2 separate regions of the Mus musculus genome follow, and region 2 is linked to region 1. Evidence: chromatin contacts called from public HiChIP or PLAC-seq data. All regions are on one chromosome and are shown on one strand. The core of a region is the stretch at or near the end of the contact, and the rest is flanking DNA. Distances in the headings are between cores, read along the strand shown. Region 1 overlaps Slc35f3 (solute carrier family 35, member F3). Region 2 has its middle 12 kb from the start of Gm31718.

What was found. HiChIP or PLAC-seq counts read pairs in DNA pulled down with a chosen protein or histone mark.
Region 2: a CTCF HiChIP or PLAC-seq map of pro-B cells shows a contact between it and region 1, with 7 times the contacts expected there. The contact joins two enhancer-like sites. A contact is called at or near these places in 2 of 15 datasets of contacts at CTCF or cohesin (large pre-B cells and pro-B cells), 2 of 484 Hi-C or Micro-C datasets (the HPC-7 cell line and embryonic fibroblasts) and 1 of 115 datasets of contacts at active chromatin or transcription factors (embryonic stem cells).

Annotation. Positions count from the first base shown.
Region 1 is chr8:126,382,403-126,389,217 of GRCm38.p6, forward strand. It overlaps Slc35f3 (solute carrier family 35, member F3), which reads left to right. Exons shown (of 8, transcript NM_001363500.1): 5 at 4,427-4,552; 6 at 6,681-6,815. Among named protein-coding and RNA genes, the nearest start is that of Gm51604, 37 kb to the right of the region's middle. Within about 2 kb of position 5,354, at least 8 of the 459 cell types and tissues checked have an H3K27ac peak or open chromatin away from gene starts, as enhancers often do. A contact at or near this core is called in pro-B cells, where this site is marked.
Region 2 is chr8:126,917,367-126,923,959 of GRCm38.p6, forward strand. No RefSeq gene overlaps it. Among named protein-coding and RNA genes, the nearest start is that of Gm31718, 12 kb to the left of the region's middle. Within about 2 kb of position 3,670, at least 154 of the 459 cell types and tissues checked have an H3K27ac peak or open chromatin away from gene starts, as enhancers often do. A contact at or near this core is called in pro-B cells, where this site is marked.

The DNA.
Region 1 (6,815 bases), core at 4,104-6,603:
CTGACCGAGGTCCTGATCCTCAGAAGGGTGCGGTTCTTGCTATGGCTTTCAGGCCTCCTTGCTTGCTACCCACGCTAGAGAAGCATTTGTGAGAGCAACTTTCATCCCCGACATTTCCACGAGCATCCCCTAAAGCTCGTACCAAGCAGGGAATCAACCTGGTTTATGTGTCTGGGAGAGGCTCGGGGCCTTGCCTGAACCATGTAGCCAGAAATGCCAGTGCTAAATTAGAGCTGAGAGCTGGGGCAGGGCAGTGGGGTGGGGATTTCACTTCAAACTGTTGATCAAGGGCAAATGCGATGGCATTCCATGAATGGCCAGAATTTTGCCAGAGAAAATTGCATAGTTGATTGAGAGCTAGCCAGATTTCATGACAGCTGTGTGCAGCATGGTAAGTGCAATGCAAAGTCCCAGCAGGAACATGGAAATGCCTAACCCAAGGAGAGGAAATGGGTGCCATTGGTCAAGGACAGAATCTTGGTGGCTCTCTACCTGCTCCCTCTGGTGGTGAGGGGCTGCCTCTGCTGTTCTTCTCCTTGCCACAGAGTAGGCCAGAACACTGGTCACTTAGAGCACAGCTGATCATCTCCTCCTTCCTTCCTGAAGCTCAGGGCCCGGTGCTGGGTAGCCTCACTCGAGCTAACCTTGCTGGCAACCATCAAGAGGCAGACTCCGGGTCCTCTGCTTCTGTCCTTGCTTCACTGTCCTGAGACGAATGACATCACCTTTAGGGTGGGCTTACGCCCACCTGAGTTATACAAACAGCAGTGGGGACGTGAGTCAACTGCTGGTTCATATTTTTAGCTTACAGCAGGGGGAGAGTTTGTTTTGAGGCTCAGTGTTAATTTTGGAATAAAAACTCACGCCCCAGGCTGCCACCCAGAAAAGCCTTCAGTAAATCAATGATCTAATATGTGTCTGGAGGGGCTGCAGGTGCTTCACACAGACTCAGAGCTAAAGACTTGGGTGTGCCGGGGTCACTAATCCATGGTTATGCCTTTGCAGGCTTTACTTAGGGGTCAAAGAATCAAGAGACTCCATAGAGCTTTGGGGCATGATGCAGATGTCCCGAGCAATTTTTTTTGTTATGGGAAAGAGATGCTTCAAGGTCAATGGCACAGAAACAGAAAGAGATGTGGGTGAGAGTAAACTTGAGCTATTCAGCCGACTTGCAGAACACAGTGTGGTTGAGATCTGTGCTCGTTTGTTGTTTGTGGGTAGGAGACTTTCCTATACCCTTCTACTGGGATATAGCCTGGCAATGCTAGCCTCTGTTTAACGTGCTCTCTACTGACCCCTGCACACTACAGGTTTGTGTTAGGCTTTCGGTACTCAGTGGGTGCTGTAGGGAGAAGCTACAGGGCCGCATGGATGACAGGATGTTGTAATATGCATACACTGTGCAGGCAGGCATGCTCTCCTTTTAGAAGTGCATGGCCGGTCACTGAAGAACTTCCCACTGTAGGCTACAGGATCAATACAAAGCTCAGAAAGCTCATGGAATCCATGAGGCAAAATGAGAGACAGCTGGCGGCCACTCAAGTCCTTGTCAGGGATGGGCAGTTCCTGCTTCTAGGGAATTATCAAAGTCTTACTAGTTACTGTAGCTTCCAGCCTGGGGGTTGGGTGATCAATGCCAGCTTCATAGACGTGAAGGATAGGACCAAGGCTCCTCCTTGTGGAGGAGAAGACTTGCAAGAAGCGGGGTTATGGGGCAGCAGGGGCAGCAAATAAGACTTGTGTGGTTAAAATAATTGCTTCAGTCACCCAGTTACAGCTTATTGAAGATGGGAAGGGGCATCCGCAGTTCTAGTGACCTAGGTGGTGGACAGGTCCAAAATGTAAGGAAACATATCTTCTAATACTCTGGAGACCCTGGTCACTTCTGGTGTCACCAGGTGGTTGCTGCTGAGGTGTCTGTTTAAACATAGCTCTGCCGGTCCCCAACTCTGCTTACAATTAATTCTGTGAGTCCTGGGACAAAGGTTCTCACATGGTAGCCAAATGCTCAGACTGGGAGCCAGTGACAAGGCTGTGCATCCATGAGCAGAACCAATGTTGGAACTGTAGCTTGCCTAGACTTTAAAGTGGCCAGAGAAGAGAGGCTATCATCTGGTGCCCTGGATTGGGACGTTGTATCAAGAACCTGTGAATCCACAGGACAAACTTGACAGATGTGAGGAGAATCCAGTGTCGCACAGAAAATAGGCAGGGGATGCTTTCACACGGAATCCAGAACCCTCCAGTGTCTCAGTGTATGGAACATAAAGCCAGCGGATATCTTCCATACCACACTTGGCCTCCTTGAACTCTCAGGCTAGATGAGGACCCGGGCTCTGATCTTCTGACTGAAGGATCTTGAAAGCAAGATGGGAAAGCATCCACACACTTTGGAAGGCAACCTCACCTTCCAAAGGGCCTCCTACTAAAGCCTCAGAGAGCAGGGATCACACAGATCCACAGACCTCAAGACCAGTGCTAGGACCCCAGGAAGTCACTGTCTCTGGTACTTCCTGCCTGAGTGAACACACAGGGCTGAGCTGTCTGTCTCCACAGCTGAGGGCAGCCTCGCCTGCTCTTGTCTGGCTCCTCTAGTCTATCCCTGAATCTCTGCACAGCCCAGTTGAGATGGAAGCTCTTAACTGTTGATTGTTAACTGGTAATGAAGAACATGGGAGAGGCTGGAATCTGCCTTGCAAGTCTTCAGGAAAAAATAACCCAGTCTCCTTTGTTACTTCAGATGTCAGTCCACATACTTTCAGAATTATCATAAATCTGTCTCTTCTTCTCTTCTCTTCTCTTCTCTTCTCTTCTCTTCTCTTCTCTTCTCTTCTCTTCTCTTCTCTCCTCTCCTCTCCTCTCCTCTCCTCTCCTCTCCTCTCCTCTCCTCTCCTCTCCTCTCCTCTCCTCTCCTCTCCTCTCCTCTCCTCTCTCTCTCTCTCTCTCTCTTCTCTCCCTCTCCCTTTCTCCCTCCCTCCCTCTCCATTTCTCCCTCTCCATCCCTCTCCCTCCCTCTCTTTCTCCCTCTCTCTCCCTCTCCCCCCCCACCTTCCTTCTCTCCCTTCCTCTGGGTTTCCTTCATACCAGGATGCCATCAAATTCACAGGGTAACCCAGGATGACCCAGACATACCTCTATCCACACCTAAGAGCACGGCAGGCCCTAGATCACTCTGTGTTTTAGTTGCTTCTCTTGTTGCTGACAAAGGCAGTTTAAGGAAGGGAGAGTTGGCTGTGGTTCTCAGAGGGTTGGAGGGACACAGTACATCATGGTAGTGGAAGACAGAATGACAAGGCAGCTGTCCACACTACACCTGTAGTCAGGAAGCTGGTGCTCAGCTCACCTTCTCCTCACTCCATGGGGTGGTGCCACCCACTCACCTTACCTTCACTAACCCTGTACAAAGTCCCTCACAGACAGGTCTAGTGTTCCCAGGGTGAGAGTCTAAATCCCCTCAAGCTGGCAATGATGATTAGCCACACACCCTGGTGATGTTACCCATCTAAATGTTAAACCAGATTTGCTATCCAATAGCCTCTGTTTAGACTCTTCCGCCTCCAGCTGTGGGCCCTGGGGCAGATTCCTTAACCTCTCTGGGTCTTGCTTCTATAAAAGAGGGTGAGTGTCACTAACCCCCTGGTTTGAGCTTAAGCATAGGACATGCTCAATGTTGGCTCCTGAAGCTTAGTCGTCAGATGCTGCCACTAAGGTCAATATTGAAGGGTCTCCCCCTCTCCTAGCTCCCTGGGGGCTCTGTGAGCACTGCAGCTGCCTCTGCTTGGACTCTGCATGTGTTCTGGATGCCAGAACTCTTTCCCTTAGAGATTGCACCCCACAACCTGCAAGTGCTAAGAACAGCATAGAGGAGAGACCCAGGGAAGAAATGGCTAAGGAGAAGGGAGAGGGACCACACTTCTGGGTCAAGGTGTGATCTACAGTCCTCAAAGGACAGTGGTGTTGCCAGCCCCTAGGGCTAGTGTGTCAAAGTGAGGACAACTTCTGCTCCCACCACCGTGTGATCCCTGTTGTGAATTAAAAACACCAAGTCTGGGCCCTGTAAGGTACCTGTGGAAGATGGGAAGAGAACTCAGTAGTTCCCAGGTGCTGACTAGGTACTTAACCTCAGGCCTTGTCATGACTGAAGAACCTGTCCTCAGAATATAATCACCAACCTGTCAAGGCTCAGTGGCCAGCCCTGGATGCAGCCTGAGACAAAGCCAAACCACCACCCTGGCTACCCGTGCCTCAGCAGTTTGGTTCTGCTCGGATAGGTGTCCTGTAAGCTCCAGCCCTTCTCGCTCCATGAGTCTATCTGGAAGAACCCATGAATGGAACATTCTACCTCTTAAAGCACTTACACCTCCTTCCAAGTCCTTATAATGTCTCCTCCCTCCATGACCTGACAATGTTTTTCTCCCTCTCATAGATCGTGGCCGCCATCCTTGCCATCGCTGGCATTGTCATGATGACCTATGCCGATGGCTTCCACAGTCACTCAGTCATTGGCATAGCCCTGGTGGTGGGCTCTGCTTCCATGTCAGCCCTTTACAAGGTAGGCACAATGAATGCACCTTCCCCGCAGGTTTGGGCATAGCAGAGCTCTGGGACTCACAGCCTGTCACTTCAGACATTCAGGATGGTGTGTGAGCTTCTAAAAAGAGTATATATTTCCAGTATGCATGAAGAGACAGACAGCACCAGAGCAGGGTCCAAGCAGGCAGCTGAGAAAGACGGGACCCCTGGACCCATCCATGCTTGTGCCTGATGGGACATGGAGACTGGATTATGTGTATGTCTTTGTCATATAACTCCGTGGCTGTGTGATTTGGGGAGCACCAAGCACTATGAGTCCATGACGGTTCAAACACTACTTGTGAAATAAACACGCAAAAGTATCTTTGGCAAGCGCTCGGCAGAGTGGCTTATGTCTTCCATGCCATCACTCACGGAGGCAGGAGCATTGCCACAAGCTTGTCTTGAGCCTTTGCCTCAGAAAAGAAAAAACAAAGTTTTGACAAATATTAGACGTCGTTGGAAAGTACTCCCTAAGTGCCAGTCTAAAGACAACAAATGACTGTTGCATAGCAGGGTGCCCTGCCCTTACACCAATTCTGTCAGGCTCCATGCCATCATTTCCTAGCTACTGTCTCTCCCTCTCCTCTCTTTTCCTCTTCTCTAGGTCCTCTCTCTCCTCCTTAGATAGAGAATAGAAGATGGAGACATTTCCAGGGCTACAAAATGTCCACACACACACACACACACACACACACACACACACACACACACACACAGCCAATGATCACTTCCTCTAGCTAGGCTCCACCCACCCCCAGGGATCACTTCCTCTAACTAGGCTCCACCCCTGGGTAGCACTTCCTCCAGCTAGGCCCCACCCATTCCCAGGGATCTCTGCCTCTAACTAGGCTCCTCCTCGTAAAGCTTCCAGCTGGGGACCACAAGTTTAAACACACAAGCCTGCGGGGGACACGTCACCTTTAAACCACAGCACCTGTCTAGAGGGACTACCTAGACAGTCATTTTCCCGATTGCCTGCATATATGTGGGGAGCATACCAGGCAAAGGAACCAGGAAGACTAGACGGACAGCCACTTGACTGGGCTCCTTATTCACAAAACAAGTTGGATAGGGCCCACTGTGATGCCTGAGTCCAGCTTCTGGCCACACAGTCACATCTGTCCTCTGTCTCCAGCCCTTTGAATATCAAAAATGATGTGCAAACAAGACTACTGCAGGAGGATTGAGTCTAGTGCAGTTCATTAAGGCCTGTGCCATTTCTACAAAGGGAGGTAAGATGGAGCAGAGACTAGCAAAGTCCCTCAATTTTGTTTCAGAGAAAACATCTTTGCAGATAAAGGCCTCTTTTTTTTTTTTGGGTGGGGGGAGGAGGGGATGGCTGTTTGATGTGCTGCTCACAGGTAAAACTGCTTGCCCTGCAAGCATGGGGTCCGGAGTTCAGAATCCCAGTCCTCTTTAAGTGCTAACTGGGCATAGCAACCCATCTATGATCCCAGTACATGGAAGACAGCGATGAGAGACCCTACAAAGAAGCTGTCTAACTAAACCACCCAGATAGACAAGCTCTGGGTTCAAATAGAGACCCTGTCCCAATATATAAATCCAGGAAATTAATCCAGGAAGACACCAGAGGTCAATCTCTAAGCCTCAGACCCTCAGGGACACACACACACACACACACACACACACACACACACACAGAGAGAGAGAGAGAGAGAGAGAGAGAGAGAGAGAGAGAGAGAGTGAGAGAGTGTAAGAGTATTGTCCTGGGTCAGGATCCATTTGGAGGCTCCAGAGAGGCTGTGCAATTGTGGCTGGCAGACAGTTCTCTGCATTCTAAGCATGGTGCGCATAACATATAACAGCCGCGTGCAGTATGCAGGTCTATGACTCCTGAAGACAAGGTTTGTGAGGACAGACATAGTTCAGCCTGAACTGCTGCTACATAGCATGTGGACTGTGAAACTCCATCAAGCCTCATCAGGCTTCACTGACAGACGAGGCAGGTAAAACCCGGTGGAACGATGGTGCCCACCGTGCTGGCAGCCCCCAGATTTCCACATAGATGGATCTGGGTTTATCCTCACGGCCTTCTCTCTCTCTCTCTCTCTCTCTCTCTCTCTCTCTCTCTCTCTCTCTCTCAGGTTCTGTTCAAGCTGCTGCTGGGCAGCGCCAAGTTCGGAGAAGCGGCCTTATTCCTGTCCATCTTGGGTGTGTTCAACATCCTCTTCATCACCTGCATCCCCGTCATCCTCTATTTCACCAGGGTGGAGTACTGG
Region 2 (6,593 bases), core at 2,420-4,919, 530 kb after region 1:
GGGGCGCTTTGGAGATTCCCTTAGCCTGAGTTCCTGAGAGGCAGGCCCACCCTAGAGCACCTACCAGAAAATACCTGGGTTCTGTTCACAGATAAAGGTGTACCTCCCACCAGAGCAGCTTTCCAAAGGCTTTCTGGCCACAGCCTATGACATGACTCTTCTCTTAGAGTTACATTTCTACTGGCAAAGCCTAACAACAACAATGACTTCTGACCTTCTAAAATCGGCAGCAGAGAAAATGAACTGGAGCAGTAATGGGGGTGGGAAGCACTCCACAAAGACATTCTGTACCATTCACAACTTCTGTTTGTTGTTGGCTGGGTTCTTTTCCCCCCTTCTTCCCCTTTCCAAGTGTGTGTGTGTGTGTGTGTGTGTGTGTGTGTGTGTGTGTGTGTTTTCAAATGGCAGAAAATATTTTCCAGCTACACTGTGCTGGCATTGCCAAGCTCATGCTGATGCCAAGGTTATAAAAAGCAGCTGTGGAGAGACTTCACAGAAGGGCTTGTCCGATCAGCTTCCAAGACACTAACTTTCCTCTAAGAACCCCACCTTCTTCACTACGTACCTGAGGGGGACACATGTGTGGCCATATTACAATAGTTATGTGCAAGATACTTGAGTGGCAGGTCTTTATGATCCCTCAGTCCCCAAATCCTCACACTCAACTGAATGTGATGGCACACGCCTGTAATCCCAGCACTCAGGAGGTGAAGGCAGAAGGATCAAGAATTCAAGACTATGGCCATCTACAGACAGAGCAAGTTCAAAGTCAGCCTAGGATATGTGAAATACTCTCTCAAAGGTTCAAAAGTTTCTCCCTGCACCAAAAGAATCTCTCTCTCTCCCTCTCTCCCCCTCCCCTCCCCCCCCCTCTCAGACACACACACACACACACACACACACACACACACACACACACACCAAAAACTGTTCCAAGATTCCTGCTACAGTTGCCAGGAAGGCTCAGAAGGGCAGGATAAGTTTGGGCTGCAATGGTGAGAACACATGGTGGCCCTCATGGGCCAGTTCCCCTACCAACACCCCCTCTTCCTCCCTCCTCTGCATGTGAGTGTGTGTGGAAGTGAGTTCATCTGTGTGTGCACATGTGTGTGCATGCATGCATGTGTGTCCGGGCATGCATGTCTGTGTGCATGTGTGTGTGTGTGCATGTGTGAGTACCTGTGTGTGTATGCTTGTATGTGTGTGTGTGCATGTGTGTAGGTGTGTATATGTGTAAGTTCATCTGTGTGTATGTGTGTGTGAGAGTGCATGCATGTGTGTGTGAGTTCATCTGTGTCAGTGTATGCTTATGGGTATAACTTAACTGTGCATGTGTAAGTGTGTTCATCTGTGTATGTGTGTGTGTGTGAGTTAGTTCATCTGTGTGTGAGAGTGTGTGAGCTCATCTGTGTGTGAGTTCATCTGTATGAGTGTGTGTATGTGTGTGTACAAATGAGTTCATCTGTGCATGTGTGTGTGTTTAAGTGTGTTCATCTGTGTGCGTGTGTGGATGGAAGCCAGACACTGACTTTAGAGCCTTTCTCTACTGTGCAACACTTTCTCACTGAACCTAGACATCACTGCTTTGGCTAAACTAGCTGGGCAGAGAGCTCTAAAGCTCTTCTTGTCTTCCATGTCTCAGCCCCAGCTCTGGGGTCACAGGCATGTGACCCAACAAGCCCAGCTTTTTATATGGGTGTGGAAGATCTGTAATCTGTGGAAGATCTGAACTCAGGTCCTTAAGCTAACATAGCAAACACTTTACCTGCTGAGCCATCTCCCCAGTCCCAAGAAGGATGTTCCTTGCATGGAACCATGACTCTCCAGAACCCCCACTCCCCGACCCGGAGACTTCCCCCAGGTCTCTCACTCTCATTCAGTGATCAGCTCCAACTCCATCTTGCCTCATCCTGTCCCTCCCACGCTGTGGGACACCCTACACCTCATTGCTGCTGCTGCTCTGCAGTGAGATCCTACTCCCTCCCTCCCTCAGTTCCAGCCTAGTGAAGACAACAGTAACCCGCACTGTGGCTCTCCTGGGTGACTAATTGGTTAATCCTGGGAAGGCCTTTGAAGCTGAAACACCAGTGTGTTACTCACAGGCTGGAGGCATGAACTTGCCCTAGGCCAGGTCTGAGTCAGCAGAGAGTGGCCTCCCACCTCCATACAGGCTGAGCCAGCCAGCCTAGGTCCTGCTCAAGGTCAAGGCTGTCCTACAGGAGAGCATGGCAATGTAAACCAAGGGAGATAGTGAGGTCTTAGTGGCCTGTGTGGGGTGGCTGTTCTGAGCCTGAGAACTGGGCCCTGTTGAAGATCACATAGCACTCAGTCCTCAGCTCATGCTTCCAAGATAGCACATGCAGCAACCTTGGTCAGGACAATATTTCCTGGTCATCGTTTGGAGAAATATTTTTTCCCACAGCAAATTCCTTAGGAGCCACAGCCTATCTCCTTGCGATCTCCTTAGGTGGGAGGGCAGTGCTGTCAGCCTAAGTCTTGGGAGAAAGATGTGGGCAACTTGTGGATTCCCTCGGCCTTCTCACACGCATCTCTCTTGTGAGGGTGGAGGTGATGGCTGAGACCGGGCCTCACTCTTAAAACCAGGCTGGCCCTTGAACTCACTGTGTAGCCTAAGCTAACCCTTTACAATTCATTTGCCTCAGCCTCCTAGCATGCCTGGCCATCCCATCTGCCTATGGGAGGAAGAAACTAGTCAAGTGTGATGGTAGGTACCTATCATCCCTGCATTCAGAAGGTGGAAGAAGAGAGATCAGGAGTTTAGTGATAGCCTGGGCTACATGAAACCAACCCTGTCTCAGAAAAGAAACAAAAGGCAGGCAAGCAGGCAGGTAGGAAGGGAAGGAGGGAAGGAGGGAGGGAGGGAGGGAGGGAGGGAGGGAGGGAGGGAGGGAGGGAGGGAGGGAGGGAGGGAGGGAGGGAGGGAGGGAGGGAGGCTGGTAGGCCAGTTTACAAACCAGAGGCCAGCCCTTGTGCTGATGCCCTTAACCCTTCCAGCAGGGTTTTGTCACCAGAGCTGGGAGGCAAGAACTGACAGCCTTTAAGATGCAACCCAGTGTCAGATTCCCCAACAATGGAGCAGCAGGTCCCCACACCCTGCCCCCCCACCCTCCTGTAGTGACCCCCATATGATCTGGCCCCCCAACCTCTGCCTTTCCTCTGCCCTCTCTGCCATTTCCTTCTTCCAGAAAACAACCTCCCTGGCCAGAAGGATTTCAGGCACTTCTGCTTTTGTTCTAAAGCCACCAGCTCTTATAATATTTTCTGCTCCTCTTCCCAGGGACTCTGAAACACACAGATGACAACACTTTAAAAACAAAGAGCCGAAGGCGGTGGCACATGTGTATCGCCCCAGCACTTGGGCGGCAGAGACAGGCGGATCTCTGCGAGTTCAAAGTCAGCCTGGTCTACAGAGTTAGATCGGGTCTCAAAAAAAAAAAAAAATTACATTAAAATTAAAACACAAAAATCTGAAGTAAAACCAGGAGGGACTGCTGTCAGCTTGGGGCAGGAAAGGGGAGAGCGGAGAGCTTGTGAGTGGAGGCCTGGATCTGGCCAAGGGGCAGGGCACAGCGGTAGACTGAGCAGAGAGCTTTCTGTTTGGCTTGGGTGGCTGCAGAGGTAGAAGTGGCCACTGGGAGAGAGCTGCTAAGATTTGCAAGACAAGAGCCTCTTTTCTCAATTCTCACACTGCCATCAAGTGGCCCAGTGAGCCAGTGCAGGATGTCTGTGCCAGCCTGAGCTACCTGGAGAGAAAAAAGGGTTGGGACTTTACCTAGGGACTCAGAAGCACCCCCAGCCTAGAGCTCTGAACTGTTCGGTAAATGCCAATCCCTGGCAATATAATCAGAGATGTATACATCCGGGCATGTGCACAGTGTCTAATCAATTCCATGCATTCAGGCAAGCAAACTCACAAGTGCTTGCTGGGAACATCAGCACACAAGGAGACATCTCTGTAAGAATCAGTACAAAAGCCACCGTCTCAGCTGGGCATGAGACAACACACCTATGATCCGAGTACAAAGAGGAATCTCTTCCTTTACTTTTATGTCATGGGTATTTTTTGAGTATGTATATCTGTGCACCATGACCGTGTACTCCTACTGCTCATGATGATAGGGAGAAGGCATCAGATCCCCTGAAACTGGAGTAACAGACAAGTGTGAGCTGTTGTATAGGTGCTGGAAATGGTTTCAGGTCCTCTGGAAAGGCAGCCAGCCCTTTCAAGTGCTGAGCCATCTCTCTGGTCCCATAGGTAGGAAGATGTTGGTCACAAGTTCAAGGCCAGCCTGAACCAGGTAACTCTGTCTCAAACTGAAAGGAATGGGATGAGATGATATCTCAGTGGGTGAATTCCTTGCTGCGCAAGCACGAGTTCAGGTCCCCAGAACCCATTTTGAGAAAGTGGGGGTGGGAGAGCATGGCATGGTGTTATGTGAACATCCTGGTGCTAAGGAGGCAGAGGACAAGAGGGGCTCCTGGGATGCCAGTGTAGCTGAACAGTGAGCTCCAGGCTTGGTGATATTCTAGAAAAATAAGGTGAAGAGGAACAGAAGACACTCAACATGGATCTCTGGCCTTCATATATACAAGGACACACATGCATGTACACAAGCACACCTGCACACAATACACACACACCACAGAAGACTTAGAACTCAGCAGTCCTATGTTTAGGTAACTGAGAGAGGAATGAGGAGGGAGGGGATGCCTAACGGTTCAAGTCCTGACGCTCTTGTATCTCTGAGGAGGTGGCCTCGCCTGAGGAAACAGGAAGCAGGGCAAGATCCAGGAGATCCAAAGTCAGCTCTGAGGCCTAAATATGCGACCCGGTAGGGCAGGACTTCAAGCCTCATTCCCTATGGTGGCCAGCTTTGATTGTCAACTTGGAACAACCTAGAATCATCTGGAAGGAGTCTCAGTGGGGGACTGTGTGCGTCGGGTTGTCCTGTTTGTGGGACATTGTCTTAATCTATGCAGGAAGACCCAGCCCACTGTGGGCGACACCATTCCTAGGCAGAGGTTCCTAAACTGTATACTAATAGAGAAACCTAGCAGGAACAAACAAGAAAGCAAGAATATATACATTTATTTCTCTCCATTCTTGACTGTGGGTGATATATGACTGGCTGTGTGAAGTTCTGGCGTTGATTTCTTACCAATGATGGGCTGTTACTTGGGGTCTGAAAACTAAATAAACCCTTTCTCCTCACTGCAACAGAAATGGCACCAGGATACTTCCTTTCCCACACACCTCTGTTCACCTCACATTTGCCTTTTTTGAACATTGGGTAGCATAACCACGTTTGGAGTGGGTTCCTACGGTCCCATGCTTTAGACACACTCCTGCCAGGCCTGCAGAGTCACTGTCATCAAGTCATGTAACTCAAGACCTGGGTCACTGTTGGCTGGACAGAAAGTGGATGAATGTCCTATAGAAAGAAGGCCATTCAAATCTCCCTCCTACAAAACAGAACTGTGTCAAATTTGGAGACAGTCAGTCTCTGCTAGGGTCTAAAGCTGTACATGTTAGCCAAGGACTGAGGAAGCAGAGAGGCAGCCAGCTGCTGCTGTTCACACCCATTCAGTCTCCCAGCACTCACCCCTGGCACCTCTTCCCTGTGACTTGTTCACAAGAGCCTCTTCTCTTGTTATAGTTTGATTTTTTTTTTCACAGTGGAGATCAGTCAGGGTCTTGTGCATGTTTAGCAAGTGCTCTACTACTGAGTTACATCTCTAGCACGAACTTGCGAGTGTGTGTGTGCGTGTGCATGTGCATGCACGTGTGCTGTGTGTGTCTGTGGTGTGCATGTGTGTGTGGTATGCATTGGCGTGTGTATGTGGTGTGCATGTGTGTATGTCGTGCTTATGTGTGTGTTGTGCATGTATGTTGTACATGTGTGTTTGTATGTGCATTCATGTGCACAGGTGTATATGTGTGTTTGTGTGCTTGCATGTGCAGGCCGGTAGACCACCTCAGTTTGTCCTGCAAACACTTTGTTCATTTGACAAAGTCTCCCGCTGCCCTGGAGCTACAGGGTACTACATAGTGTGGCCGGCCAGCCTCTGAGACTTTACCTTTCCAGCTTTGGGGAGGGTGAAGGGTTGAACTCAGGTCCTCATGCTTGAAAGACAAACATTTTAGCAACTGAGCTATCTCCACAGCCAGTCTCAGCCCTTGAGATGAGGCCTCACCAGGTTTCCCAGGTTGGTCTTTGAACTTGCGAATCCTTCTGCCTCGGCCTCTGAAGCAGCTGAGATACTGGCCTGAACCACCACACCCAGCTTCCAAGAATGAGTACCTCTGTTAAAAACTTCAAAACACTAGGCAAGCCAGGTGTAGTGGTATGTATGTATGCCTTTAATCTAAGCTTGACAGGGAGAGGCTGACAGATCTCCCTGTGTTCAAGGTCAGCCTGGTCTACACAGTGAGTTCCAGACCAGTCAGAGAGATACAAAATGGGACCTTGTCTCAAACTAACAAACAATACATTGGATAGATTGCCCTAAAGATTTTCCCAGTTCTAAGGCATAACATCTATCTGGCCCAGTGCAGCACACCTCATTTCCTG